Linked DNA regions of Anas platyrhynchos: region 1 is linked to region 2. Evidence: chromatin contacts called from public Hi-C data. All regions are on one chromosome and are shown on one strand. Each heading gives the region's core, a stretch centred on a gene start, on an enhancer-like site or on the middle of the called end of the contact. The rest is flanking DNA. Distances are from core to core; before and after follow the strand shown.

The links. A called contact is a pair of places that touch in the nucleus more often than the background predicts.
Region 1: a Hi-C map of liver shows a contact between it and region 2, with 3 times the contacts expected there. The contact joins two enhancer-like sites. A contact is called at or near these places in 4 of 8 Hi-C or Micro-C datasets (F1 follicle, F5 follicle, liver and 1 more).

What each region holds. Positions count from the first base shown.
Region 1 is chr10:6,161,116-6,165,455 of IASCAAS_PekinDuck_T2T, reverse strand. All of the region lies in intron 1 of DCX (doublecortin), which reads left to right. Among named protein-coding and RNA genes, the nearest start is that of DCX, 14 kb to the left of the region's middle. Within about 2 kb of position 1,410, at least 2 of the 8 cell types and tissues checked have an H3K27ac peak or open chromatin away from gene starts, as enhancers often do.
Region 2 is chr10:6,067,250-6,071,597 of IASCAAS_PekinDuck_T2T, reverse strand. No RefSeq gene overlaps it. Among named protein-coding and RNA genes, the nearest start is that of CAPN6, 3.2 kb to the right of the region's middle. Within about 2 kb of position 2,012, at least 3 of the 8 cell types and tissues checked have an H3K27ac peak or open chromatin away from gene starts, as enhancers often do.

The sequences.
Region 1 (4,340 bases), core at 161-2,660, 94 kb before region 2:
TTTAGGATAAAACAGGTTGGAACCATCCCCTGGAAGCAATAAGACACCAGCACAAAAGCACTTTCCCACTCTGCTCTCTTCGTTCTTGGAGAGTGTAAAAATCTTTGAGCTGCCTCTATCTCAGCTGTTACACTGGTAGAGGTGAGCAAGCTGAATGACAATTATTTCTACTATGTAGCTGACAGCTCAGCACCTCTGCACAGCAGCTGAGCTCAGCCAGAATCCGCACTCTAAATACTGATTGCTCATCTGCTAGCAGGCAGGTTTCCTCAGAGCCTTTTACCTTGCCTGGGAGTTTGTCTCCCATGTGCTGCTGCTGGAGGTTGGGTGTGTTGGCACAAACATGGGCTGAAGGTGAGCCCTCTACTAGGAAGGGCTGTGTGCTCCGAAGACAGTGTGGGCATCAACAGAGAGTACTTACGGGTGATGTGTTGGGGTACACGGACGTGAGAAATGCTTAGGACTATGGAAAAGGAGGATCTGTATAGGATGGGGACTTCTTCACACACTGGAATGAGTTGTGATTCAAAACCAAGAGCATTGAGCTCGCCTTCCTACTCCTCTTTGTAAACTTTGTAAAGTCTGCCAGTCATACAGGATGATCACGATTTTCTTGCAACTCCAAAGTTCAAAATGAGCCTCAGAGGTTGAGAACTCCAGGTTGGTGTAATTTACCCTCTTATTACTTATAGTCTCTGTCTGTGCTGTGCTGAATATCTTCTCATATCATCCAGGAGTTTAAAAGTTCCTAATGTCTACTGAGGCCACAGAAGGCATTTTTCATCTGTTTAAAATTTTAGTCTTGTAGGTCAATTATCAAGAAACTTCTAGTCTTGGTCATGAGTCTACTGTTATGATGCAGGCCATGGACAACCTCTGTGAAAGGAGACATCTGGATTTCTTGTGGTTCTATTTGTCTTGACCTTAGCTAGAACTTGCAAGCCATATATCATACTTAGTTTGGTCAGCAAAAACGTACTGTCAACCTCTGGGAGGCTCTGCTTGTCCCCCAGGGTAGAGGCCATGCACGTGGCAGATGTTTCCAGGGCTTTCTGCAAGCTTTGCAAATTGCTGTTAAGGAAAACCAGTGCCACTGCACTGCCACCAACACTTGGCTTGTGGAACCCACTGGATGTGGCAGGATTTGTGTGGGATAATACGGGGTATTGTGTGTAATGTGTTGCATTTTCTGCTATCAGGAAATTTGTTTTCAGCTGCAGAAAAAAAGCATTGATTTAGGTGGTTTGCTTGTAAGAGGGAGGGGATGAGCCAGAGCCAGATGAAACCCGGTGCAAAAGGTTTTCTTTGGATGACGGTCGTGTGTTTGAGTGCTTTTTCATATCTGGATGTGTAGGGAATGTCTTCAGTGAGTCATTGAATTACTCATTACGAGCTGCATTGTTTCCAGATCCTTACGAAGGGTTTATGAGCCCAGGGAATGGCCTTTTCCCTTGCAGCATGCTTCCTGTTGATCCCACAGAGCATGCATGGCCAGTTTCTCCCAGATTTCAGCAGAAGTTTATCTGAAGCCAAAGTAATCTGCTGAAGTTGAGGGGGGTTTGCCAAGGGTACAGGGCTGCAGCATGGAAACTCAGCACAGCTGGTGGGATCTGGAGGCTGGCTCCAGAGCAGTGACAAGTCCCATCCAAGGGGCGCTGGTGCTGGGAGGTGCAGGTGAGGAGCCCCACACGGTCAGGCTGCTGGAGGTGGCCGTAGAGCTCAGCCAAACAGTTGGAAGCTTCAGTTTGCACCCTCGCCTCCTTCCCCAGGCAGAAAGCTTTGTCCCTGCTGCTCCCTGGGATTTTTAAAGATTCAGGCCATCTGTGACTTGAGTCTGAACCGCCTCTGCAGAGGTTACAAGGCTCGGAGTGGTGAAGCCATGCTGCGGAGGTATTCCTCCACCCTTCTCTCCCCAGCAGCAAGCTGACTTTGTCTCACTAACATTGGTATTTAAAAGACTTTCAGATATGTGTGTGGTCCCTGTAAAAAAAAATCTCCAAAGGAAACAAATGTTATGTGGTGAAAGTCTGCCAAGTCCCCCTTGCTTATTAGCTCACAGTATCATGTAGGAGGGACTTAACTCTATAGGTTAGTACAGGATAGCTCTTCAACGAACTGTCAGTTCCTCTGAAAATTCAGGCTTAAAGCCTGTTGCTCTATAGGGTCGAGAGTGAGCCACTGGCCTTACAGGCCTTAGTCTTTGACTGCTCTGAGACATTTAGCAGAGCCCTGAAATGGTCACGTGTGATTTCAGGGGTCTTTGGCATATAAGAGCTCATCAAACAAGGCTTTGAAAGGAGTGATCAAGGATGACATTTTGAAAGCAGTCCAAAAGCACAGAGGTTAAAATAAGAAAAGTAATTAAACATGTGCATCTAAATAGACTGACTGGAGTACGATGATCCAAGACTTCCTTCAAAAGCAATGATTGTTTGATTTAATTTTTTCCAGAATTCTCATCTGTGGTGCAGCCAGACTTCAGCTGCTTATCACCCGAACTTACGTCCTGATGGGTAAAACGTGCTGTGCAACAGGGGGGTGGTGTTGACATAGAAAGCACTTAAGACTGACTTGTGATGATAGAAACTGGATTTTCTACTTATATGTAGAGAAGTTAGCAGAGAAATAGTCACAAAATCCCTTTTACCTGCAGTCTGCTCCTCTCCAAAGTACCGCAGTTGCCCAGCAATGTCAACAAACATGTCTTCTTCCAGATTTAGTTACACAGGCAGAAGTTTAAATGTTAGCTTCCTGGAGGAAAGATGATTCACCTGATTTAAAGCAGATATTTTAATCTGAAAAGCTAAATTTATCTTTTCCTTTTATCCAGATGAAGTTATTGATGGGAAGATACTTTCCAATTCTCAGTATCTCATGCTGCCTAATATGGTTCAGATTAGTGTCTCAGAGGATACTCTTTTCTGAAGTAAGTTTTGACCAGCATTAACTCCTTGGGGGTCTCTGAAGAATCTCATCTGCCTGACCAATAAAACCAGTCAAAGTAGGCCCTTATACTCACCAAGAAAGGGTTATTTCTATGCCATGTTGTGTAGCCCAGGAGCAAATGCCAGGTTTCTTGCCAGAGTAGTTCTGCTTAAATCTGAATGCTTTTAAAAACAAGTGCCCACGCTCCAAAAAGTTTCTGGCAGTGTCCTAAGCAAGCATGTCCATATACACACACTTCATCTTCTTACCAGTGGGCATGGGCTCAGATGTGGAAAGAAGTCAAAAGCCACCTGTTAGGGCTGTTTGAGACCACGTGCTGTCCTCAGCATGCCCCAAACAAGTCAAACCTGGGAGAAAAGTTGTACAATTCCACTGACTTCATGAATTTTTGTCATCCTGCCACATTGCCCCTGACTAGTATCCAGATGCCTCATCCCGATCCCAAAGTTTACCTCTTCTGTATCAAAGTTATGTGCACCTCTGAAGACTAAGTTTGTTTTTCTCCGTTCTTGCTCTTACTGCACTCAGCACATGCATAATAATTTGTACCTTTGCATTTACAAAATATGAATACATGTATGGTTACAACAGTACTATAGGGAAGAATTGATAATCCTGGACAGATTAAGCACATGGTGATGCATGTCCAGATATTTTCTAATTTGGGAATGGGAAGGAGAATCCTTGAACTCTTGCATCTGCATGTAGAGACCTACTGACGTGCCCTGGGAAGCACAGTTCCTGCTCTCTCCTGTGGTCCCCTCAAGTGTGAATTGCTGAGGAAGGAGAGCAGATCTGTGGCTTCCTCGTTAGTGATCCCACCAAGCACAAAGGGCAGCAGCTGACAGCTTTTGCAGAGGGTGCAGGGAACCTTTTATGAATAAAAGGATGGTATCAGGGAGTAAGGAAACTTTACAAATGTCACGTGTGAAAGTTGCTGGGGAAACAAAGAGGAGCTTTTAGTGGATTTGTCAGCATTCCTGGACTGTCATATACAGGGCAGACAAAGCTGGAATAAATACTAAATTTTTCTGTATAAATGAGTAATGCGCCAGAATGACAAAATCTGATGTTTTCACTCAAAACAGACACAGCATTGTTAGGAAAGATTTCCTTCTACAGATGGGTAGACCCTCCCATTTCCAAGGCTTATTCTTTTCTAACATAAAGAGGAGACCAGCACCAACAGGGTCAGGAGAGGGGCTCACAGTGTTGCTCTTCCCCTGGCAGAATGGAAATCTTTGTCCAGAAAGCAGGTGAAAGATTTTGCTGTCTCAGGGAAGGAGCCTCTTGCGATTTTGCGACAGCTGAATCCTTCTGCAGTGGAATCCGAACTTCTCTTCGTTTGGGATTTGAGCCAGGTTGAATCCGTTGGGTTAAGCTTGTGGTGATTG
Region 2 (4,348 bases), core at 763-3,262:
AGGACAGGCTCCCAGGCACACATGGACAAGCACAGCATCCCCCTCATTGCTTATTCCATTAAAGTATACACTAAAGAACACCCTTCTGTCCCCTTGACACAAATTCAGATAGAGAAAAAACAAGCCTGCCCTTAATATCTTTGATCTTGAAACCTTAATGACTCAAGACACTTGCTGCTGGTCAGAAAATTAGAACCACTGTGATAAAAAATGCCAGGTCACAGAACAAGGAAAAGAGTAATTAGAGCACCAGGCTGCAACTCGAGAGAACTGGTTTCAAATTCTGACACAGCCACAGGTTTCTGTGGGACATGGGGAGTCACCCACGGTCAGAAGCAACACTTTTGGCAGATGCCCAAAGTGGGCTTAGAATTTCTTTGGGTTTCAGCTGCTGGTGGGAAGGATAACCACTGTCTGAGACTCTGTATAATGAGTTTTACATGTGAAACTAAAGGAGCTGCTGAGAGTTATAAGTACTGGAGATCACGAGCACTATCTGTTGAGGAGCTGGGATCTGAAACTGCATGAAGACAGGCTTGGACCTATTTCCAGTGGAAAACTTGGACCTATTTCCACCTACTTCACTTCAACGTAACACCTTGGTAAATAATTTGCATATCATAGTGGCTGACGTGATGTAGGAGGTTGAAACGTATATAAATTTATCCATTAACGTAAGAGAGCTCCCAAACACAGAAGCTTGGGATCCTTTCAACCCTGGGTTTAACAGTAACGAGAAAGGAAAGATTAGGCACTGTGTTTTACCTCTGTTAAATAAAATAAAGGCATTATATGGTCAAGTCTTCAAGGTAAAACCCTCATGGGCTCCACAGCAGATGTAAAATGCTATGAGCACTGCTAGCTCAAGTGTCCTAACTGCAGCGCACTGCCCTGGGCCTCTCTGATCCCCGCACACGTGTGGGAGCGCAGAGCTGCGCCACGTGCTCAGGGTGGCTTGGGGAATGTTTCTGCAGCATCATCCTACAGTGAGCGGTGGAGGAAATGTGACCGCAGCCCCTTCCAGCTCCTCCTCATGTTAAATGAGTTTGTGATTTAAGCCCATTTTAGAAGGGCTTTGTTCCTAGAGGTCTCAGGTGCTCCGAGAAGGGAAAACAGCTCAGCCCGAGAGCTTTTCTCATGACCCTGAATCAGTAACGGCTTTATCCAAATCCCACTGAGAAACAAGAGTGCTACGGGCAATGTTTTAAATATTTAATGTTTACACAACACTCAGAATACAAATGGCAATTCAAAGAGAAGGAAACTCCTGTCTTCTCCAAGCTCCTCAGGAACATTTTTCTCCATGTGTTTTTCAGCGTGACTGACACCTGCCTACCCAGCCCTCACCGGCTGTGTGTCGCGTTTCTCATGTTCCTGTGCTAACACCTGTCCCGCTGCCTTTCCTGCGAGCTGCAGGGCGCTCACTGCTGGCGTGCGAGCCCCACACACACACAAACACCTTCCTCACCACCTAGGGGTAAAAAACCTGCCTGAACAGCAGGACCACAAGAAGGCAAAAAGGCTTCCCCTAAGTCGTGGCAGGAGTGCCAGCCTGAGGTTTCTTCGCCATTCCCCTGCCACCTTCCTCTCCCTGCACAGCTGCTGAGCGCCCATACTGGGTCCCAGCTCCCCTCAGCACCCCGAGCTCCCCTCAGCCACGAAGATGGCGGCGGGAGGCGCCGGAGGCGGGACGAAGCCGCCTCGCCTGCCGGGGAACCGCCGCGACCGCTGGGCGAGGCCGCCACCTAGCGGGCAGAGGCGGCCCCGGCCCCGCTCTGCGCTTCGTGCCGAGCCCGGGAGGCTCCCTCCGAGCCGTGGAGCTCAGCCCGAGCCCCCGTTTGGAGCCCCCCTCGGCGGAACAGCCATGGCAGGGGGTGGGGTCGGGGCTGTGGGGGAGCTCCTCACGCGGCCCCTGTGCCGGGCACAGCCCGGGAGGAAGCAAGGTGGTGAAGCCGCAGCGGTGTGCCTGGCTGATTCACAGCTGCTCGGGTGTTCCACATTTCCCCATTTTCCTGGGAAGGTTTCCCCAGCACCGAGCAGGAGGGAGCTGAACGGGAGCTCCCTCAGCTCCCCCTCCCCAGCCCCGTTTCCAGTCAGGGTGCTCCGCGTGTGCCCTCATGGTGCGGTGGCGGTGCCACAGAGATGGCTCCTGCACCACGTTTCTCGCTCGGTGAGGTGTGTGCCATGGGCTGCGGCTCTCTGCAGGGTCTCAGCAAGGGCTGGGGATGTGGCCATGGCTGCAAAGTTGGTTTCCTCACAGTGCTCAGCAGCTATTTTGTTGTTTGGGCCTCTGACGGGCTCACAGGTAAATCAGGATTATGTCAATTCGGTGAAGCCCTTGCACCTTTCCCTCAGGCTCTGCCTACTCTGGAGCCATGTTCCTCTGCTCTTCTTCATGAACCTACCCCAAAAAATAGCTGCAAACGCCCACCTCAGATCTGGATCCCCCAGGGAATTTGGGGGATGGCAATGTTAACTTGTTTTATCCCTACTTCTCTTAAAATCATCAGCGTTTCTGAATCAAGCCTTATGTTTCTAAAGGTTTAGAAATTCTGTAATTTATGCAGTTGGAGGATAAATCCTGCCCTGTACACCAGCACTGCGGCCCCTCAGTGGGCAAAGGGCTCCTCTGAAATCTGTACGGGGGGAAGGTGCAGCCCCTTCTGTGCCCCCTTCACAGGGCCTGTGCTCCCTTTACCCAGCACTGTGCAGTGAACCATCAGTGTGGGGCTGACCCCATTCCCCTGCCGTCATTTATGCTGTGGAGGAAAGTGTGAAGGGACCTGTTATGAAAACCCCACGACACAAGGGATGAGTGATGCAGATGCAAAGTGCTGGTGTTGAGCAGAATCAGCCCTCAGCTGGATATGCAACTTTGTGAGCTTTTTTTGTGCGTATTGGTTAGTTTTCAAATTCTGCCTCTTGGGTTTCTCTCTGTACAAAACTGCCTAAATTAGAGAGAGTAGAATAAACATGTAGGATTTAAGTAGAATCTCTGCTGGAAACCACCTAATGTTTTATTAACAAATTGCCCCATGCAATTAAGTGAATAATAGATGAACATAGCTCTGGTGGGACGAGAACCTTGCAGTGGAGTGTCTGCAAGGTGACAGGCAGGCTGCAGGCATCTGTGATAAATGTTCATGAGTGGGGCAAAGCCACTTTGACACCTTGCAGCTGTAGTAGCCCTTCTGACAGGCATTAGGACAGCTATTAGTGCACAGCAGTCTGGAACTGGAGTGAACTGTGAAACCAAGAAGGCCTTTGGCATGAAGACAACCTTGCTATCACCTCCTTCTTTGCGAAGAGAGTCCCCAGGAGTAACTAACTCTCCTGGATCAGGTTTGGGTGGGGAAGAGAGAATCGAGCTTGGTTCTCGGTAGCAGTCCCTTGTGGTTATCGGCAGGCATGTCACAGACTGCCCAGATGGAGCAGGGATCTCTGTCCTCCTGCAGCTGTGAGGGGCTGTGGGTCAGGCACAGCTGGCCAGCAAGGCACTGATCCGGCCAGGTGCTGCAGGGAGTGAGGGACGATCACTGCGGCTGGGCTGCAGGCCCGTGGGGTGCTGGAGTTGCTCATGGGTGTGGGGTAATGCAGACAGCAAGGTGCGGTAGGGGAGGGCAGGCATTTATGGAAGCATGACTGGATGTTGAGCGTGTGCTGAATGTAGGAACGTGTGAGAACCACTGCCTCATGATGGAGCAAGTTCTCTTGCTTACTTGTGCTGTGCTGTGTCTTTACACAGCCCAGTTCTGCGCCTGCTGAGGGTGCAGGAGTGAGTCAGGTCTGGCAAGCAGCAAGTCTAGAGCAGGGAGAGTGCAGGCACTGCTCTGCGGGATGGTAGCAGGCTGTGCCAAGCAAGAGACAAGGAATCTGGGGATGCCTAGAGGTGCAGCGCGGTTACTGATGTGAACCAGCTCAGAGGAGCGTGTGGTGATGGTGCTCAGGATACCTCTGACCAGGAGACTAAAGGCTGCCGGCAACAACAACCAAGGATTCCAGGGACTGTGCTGAATGCCAGTTTGAGAGACCTCTTTCCAGACCATGGCAGTGTCTCTGTGAGTGCTGTGCACAGCCCCACTGAATTACAAGCATTTTCTGCGTGGTTCTGCAGTGAGAGTAGAGCTGTCTGCCTGCCCTTGGTTGCCTGCCTGTGTGGCTCATCATGCTTCCTTTCTAAAGCAATTTTTGTTTCTAATGAGACTTCCAGGAGAAGCTCCTCCTCAGCCCAGACAAATTACATATAATTCTTGGATTATGGCACCAGATTTAATACACAGAAAAGTTCTCATCATTTTGTTCCACAGTGGATCAAAGGCAGCTACTGTGAGAACATGTCTATATAAGC